Regions from separate parts of the Sus scrofa genome. Here region 1 is linked to region 2. The links are chromatin contacts, called in public HiChIP or PLAC-seq maps. All regions are on one chromosome and are shown on one strand. Each heading gives the region's core, a stretch centred on a gene start, on an enhancer-like site or on the middle of the called end of the contact. The rest is flanking DNA. Distances are from core to core; before and after follow the strand shown.

Evidence for each region. HiChIP or PLAC-seq counts read pairs in DNA pulled down with a chosen protein or histone mark.
Region 1: a contact with region 2 is called in an H3K27ac HiChIP or PLAC-seq map of skeletal muscle. The contact joins the promoter of ARRDC3 here to the enhancer-like site in region 2. A contact is called at or near these places in 1 of 5 promoter capture datasets (fetal liver), 13 of 47 Hi-C or Micro-C datasets (adipocytes, alveolar macrophages, embryonic fibroblasts and 9 more) and 2 of 2 datasets of contacts at active chromatin or transcription factors (alveolar macrophages and skeletal muscle).

What each region holds. Positions count from the first base shown.
Region 1 is chr2:98,443,410-98,446,141 of Sscrofa11.1, reverse strand. ARRDC3 (arrestin domain-containing protein 3) reads left to right here and starts at 1,432. Exons shown (of 8, transcript XM_003123783.6): 1 at 1,432-1,990. The coding sequence starts at 1,711.
Region 2 is chr2:98,395,094-98,398,016 of Sscrofa11.1, reverse strand. No RefSeq gene overlaps it. Among named protein-coding and RNA genes, the nearest start is that of ARRDC3, 48 kb to the left of the region's middle. Within about 2 kb of position 1,451, at least 34 of the 83 cell types and tissues checked have an H3K27ac peak or open chromatin away from gene starts, as enhancers often do. A contact at or near this core is called in alveolar macrophages, embryonic fibroblasts, fetal liver and 5 more, where this site is marked.

The sequences.
Region 1 (2,732 bases), core at 183-2,682, 48 kb before region 2:
AACCCAGCAAGACCAATGAGCTTAGTGTGCTGTGACACACTGGTTCAACCTACCCAAATATACTGCACAAAGAAACTAAAATGGCTTAGACATGGACAGCCAAAAATCTTCCAAAGTGTATTTGCTTATATATATATATATATACACACACGCACACACACACACATACAGTTCCAGAGTACTATTTTTTCTTCCTATATTTCTCTTCTATAAGCAATTTTGTTGAATGCAAAAAATCTATATAGGTTTATGCTGTTATGCCTTGAATCCCAGTGATTTTTATGAAAGCATTGTTATTTGCTATCAAAACGTTCACAATAAAGAGACAAATGTATCTGTCCTTAAGATAGATGTATTATGAGAATTACTGGGTTGAACAGTCCAAGGCTGAAAGTTAAAATTAAAACTTTACAGAATTAAGCCCTATTTATATAACAAATTCTCTCTTAAAGAACCATCTTCTGCGCCTCACTAACTTCTAACAAAAATTTTTCAATCCTGTTGTAAACATTACGTCAGCTAAAACGCAGTGATGCAGCCTTTTATAAGGTAGTACTTTTTAGGCCGAACTCTATTCTTAATCCTTTGGACACAGGAGTTGTAATCATGTCATACCCTGCAAATCTAGCTGTAGGTGGTATCTCAAAAAAGGACTTTTTTCTTTCTTCGAGGAAGTGGTCAAACCTTTTTTCCCCTGATGTCATCATGCAAACAACCTGGTTGCTTTTCATTGCTATCGAATTAAGAGAAGAGAAAGCAAAACATACTGAGTACATTTTTTTGCTTCTCTTCCTTGCTCCGTGTAGTATTCTCTTTTAGTCTGGATTTGGCCTCCACAGAGCTCATTTCTTCACTGCCTACAAAGCACTGGTTTAAATAAACAAACAAACAGTGCAGGCCAAGAATGCTCTTGTCCGTGAATATCATTGCTTCTCTAGTTTTTATTACATTTTCTTTTGAAATTCATTAGATTATGCTCAGCAGCCCTTGCCCAACCGGTTTCTTCCCTTCCCCCATCTCTCTACACACATCACTTTTGCTTCCTTCCCTCCGGGGAATGGGCAAACCCCTACAGCGCCGGTAACGCACTCTCCCGGCTTGGTCACTCATCAGTTTGTCTTTACTTGGCTTTGCAAACAGTTCCCCACCCAACCTTGTCCCCCAGTGCCCCCTCGGCCATTATCTTTCTGCCGGAGTATGCTCGATAAGGGACTCCAGATAGCACGTCGAGGGTTTACGGTAGCCTGCCTACCAATAGGAACCCACAATGAAGAGAAGTCAGGTTCGGCCTCCCGGCAGCCCCACTGCCGTCTTCCTTGGTTGTACACCTACTGTACCCGCGAGCGAGCGAGCCAGGGAGCGAGCCCGGCGCGGGAGGGGGCGCGCAGGGAGGGCGACAGCAGCCGCGGCGTGCGCATGCGCCCTGGGGTTGTTTTTCACAAAGCTGCTCTTAAAGTGAGCTGGCAGGTTCCAGCCGCCCGTCTTTGTAAGGAGACCACTGAGACTAGCAGGAGCGAGGAGCAGCAGCCTCTCTGCTGCCTTGACTTTTTAAGAAATCTCAATGAACTGTTTGTAAAGAATCACTGATCCTGCCTGTAAGCTTTTTGCACGGCAAAGACATCGATCAGTGTTAAGTGAAGATCACATTTTATATGTGTTCTTGACTTTTTTTTGTCTTACATTATATTTTTTATAGATTTTGTTACAAACATGGTGCTGGGAAAGGTAAAGAGTTTGACAATAAGCTTTGACTGTCTTAATGACAGCAATGTCCCTGTGTATTCCAGTGGGGATACAGTCTCAGGAAGGGTGAATTTAGAAGTTACTGGGGAAATCAGAGTAAAATCTCTTAAAATTCATGCAAGAGGACATGCGAAAGTACGCTGGACCGAATCGAGAAACGCCGGCTCCAATACTGCCTACACACAGAATTACACTGAAGAAGTAGAATATTTCAATCATAAAGACATCTTAATTGGACACGAAAGAGGTAAGTTTTTACATTATTCAGAAATTATTACACCTATTTTCTTTGGGAAAGTATCTGTTCAATTTCTCTGAATTAATGTAATGTTACTCCTAGCATAAAATATAGCAGTTTGATAAATGTTAGCAAAGTTAGCCAAGATTTGAATTCTCCTTGACTTTCATCGTGTGTTAAGCCATAATGCATGCAGGCATCTGCAAAGTGACTGCAAACTGCACTTATTCAACTACCTCTATACCCGGCTTGATCTGTGCCATACGCGCTTGCAGTCTATTTCCACCTTATAAATTCTGCTTAAATCCGAGGCAGTAATTTTACTGATACGTTTTCAAATGAATTGCTAAAAGCTGCAGTCCAATATTAGATTTTTTCCTTGTTCTGTGGAACCTTAGATCTTAAAAATTAAGCCTCAATGAAGAAATGAAATAACATTTTTAAGTGGGTTAATGGGTGTACTTCATTTTTAATATTGACACTCAAAGACTTTAGAGAATTGATTGTTGTTCTTTGATAAAGGGTTTCTGTGGCTTATTTTGACATATGGTATGAACACCCCACGTGTTTTTTCCCTATTCTTTCCAGTTCCTTTAGAAATTTACATCAAGCCTTCTCTATTTTAAAGGACAATACCAATCATTATGATATGTTTCAAATCGGTTTTAGAAGCCATTTAAAGTCAATTTTTTTTTTTCTGAGCATCATGCCTAACTTTGGAACTGCATTCAATGAAACCTAAGCCAGTCAA
Region 2 (2,923 bases), core at 202-2,701:
TGAGCACCTGTTATGGGTTAGGCACTGACCTACAGGTAAGGGCTGGTTAAAGGATAAAGGAAACACATTCCTTGTTTTGAGAGGCTAATAGTCTAGTGGAAGAGACAGATAACTGCAATAGGTGAGGTAATGGCTCCAAGACAGGTAAGTACAAGATGATATTTCAGACCTGAATTTGGGGTGGGGGAGGGCACCTCTACTCTTTTCTAAAAGCCATCATCCTTTGGGTCTGGCTTTCTGGGAGGAATTGAAGGGATGTGGGAGGCTTCAAAGGCATACAGGAGGATGGATGTTTTAGAAGGGCTTTTCAAATCTAAGAGTGTGTTTGCATTTCCACCTGTCTGCCAGCCAGCCGTTGCCCTGTTTGACCTGGGTCCTCGTGGCTGCTCTGTCTGGCTGTGAATACTGTGAAAGGTTCTTTTCCTTGCCCATCCTCTAGGTGCTTCCTTCAGTGTGTCAGATGAGGACTCTCTTCATGGTTGGCTGTCATCTATCCGCCACAACTGTCCTGCCCAGAAGCGCTGGCTTTGGCTTTCAAGTCTGCTTCCTGGCTGGCTTTTCTGCCACTCCATTAAGGATACCATTTGGTATCACATGTGCTGCAGGTGCTGTTGATGAAAGTGCTAAAGTTGCTGGATGTGACTGACGTCTTTGGGAAGGACAAGACAGTGTACCCATGTAGTTGTTGTGTCCAAAAGCTGTTCTGACCTCTTGATGGAAATGTACTGTAAATAAAGGGAAAGGGCACTACCTTATTTTAAACGCCAAATATGAGCTAGGTGCTATCCTGGGCGCTGTGTAAAAGCTTTATTTATTTCTTGGAGTAAGAGTGTCCCATACAATAGACCGAGGAAATTATGGCTCAGAGAGGTTAAGAGACTTATCTCAGGTCACACAGCTCTTTAACTTTTTGTGTGAATTTGAACACAGATATATATCATTTGAATCTTTTGTTCTTTAAACTGTTGGACTAGTTCACAGAAGGAGCTGTGGAATATTAACATGGCAATAAGATTTCTGATTCCAATCTGATTATCAGTCTTCTAAGAGTGATATATATAGGATGTATAGCATACATTTCTGAATCTTTGCTCTGAAACATGAAAGCAGTTGGAACAAATAGGAGTAGAAGGAAGCAATGATCATAGAGTAAAATATAGTTCATCAGATGAAAATATGGATAAATACATTTACATTCATAGAAATTTTAATATTGAAGAATAAAAGACACACTGGGAAAGAGATAAGGGGAAAACATGTCCGTTTTTATGACTTGTTGATATCTATGGGGTTTTTCCTTAAGCCCCAAAACAATTTACAGCATTGCCAGCAGCATTCAGTACATTCAGAACAGGATCATTTCACCCACAGCTGAACAAGGACCATGCCTGGGACAGCACAGAGAAGAGCCTTCCAAGAGACGTGCCAGGGAGTAAGCCAGGGTCAGTCAGTGAAGAGGCAAGCAAGGCCATTTAAAGCAACACGGTTTATGTAAGTGTGATCTAATTGCTTCCACTGGAAATGGGTCAGATTCGTGTCAAGAAAACCTGGTTAAATCGGATGATGGCTTTTCTTCCAATCTCCTCGGAGAATATGGCATACAATAATAAATGCTTGGATTCATTATAATCTGCCAGGTTTCTCACTCCCTTCTTGCTTCCTCAGAGATGATTTGTTTTGTTTTGTTTTCTTTCTTTTCAGTGAAACACATTAAACTAAACAGGATATATCGTATGACCGACTGTGATAAATTTACTATTGGGAATAGGGAAAAAGTATGGGATAAAGAAATAAGTCTTTTTTGCCTCTCAGAGCCGTGATTCAGTTCTGACTCAAAAGGAAGTATGCCACCTACTGAATCATGGAAACCACTTCCTGTAGCTGTTTGGTTTATTCTGGAGGGGCATCAGGCCAAGTACTGCCCTGCCCTGACCCTGACTGGCTCTTCAGAGCCAAGGCGTTCACAGCTTGAGGTGGTTTGGACTCAGACTCTGAGAACATTACATATTAAATTACAAGTGTTTTGTTTCCTAGCGAGGAGGCTTCAGCAACATGAAAACGAACATGTGTTATTTGCAAACCAAGTGTACCATTACTCAACCCAAATATCCTCACTCTTTCATAAGGTATGGATTCTGGATGACCGTTCTCAAGATCTGAAAATACACTGGTTCTGTTTTTCCTGAGAGCAGCTTGGGCAGGCGATGGTGTAGCATAAACCAAATGAAGCTGCAAGGGTACCCTTTTGTCAGCGAGGCAACACTGGACTTGTAGTCATTCATTCTACATGTTTCACAGGTTCACTGCCATGCACCCTGCTGGCTGGTGCGGAGGATTCAGTGGCAGATAAGTCTTTCTAGTGCCTGACCTTGGGATGCTGATAGTGTATGCTGTATGGAAATGATAATCTCCCTTCTAGAAGCAGGGGCTGTGTTTTGTACACCATTAAAAGGCACACCAGCTAAGGGAAAACTGCTATTTCCTCTCTACCCACAGAACATTTCTGATACCAAGAAGCGTGTGTTTTTCCACACTGAGAATACTCCACTTCTTGGCACACATTCATTGGGTATCCTACAATTTAACTCAGTCCTGACACTAACTGCCTGGTGTTAGCAGAGACCCCTCAAGTGCTCAGTCCCATAGGACTACCCCCCACTTCAAGCACCAAGTCCCAGTTGTCACCTGTACTTTTGACAAATGTCTATCTAACTAAGTGTTCCCACCATCCCCTCCTCAGGGTTTGTTTGTTTTTTTGGTTTGTTTCTTTCTTTTTAGGGTCACACCCATGGCATATGGAAGTTCCTAGGCTAGGTGTCAAATTGGAGCTGCAGCTGCTGGCCTATGCCACAGCCACAGCAATGCCAGATCTGAGCCACATATGCAACCTACACCACAGCTTGGGGCAATGCTGGATCCTTAA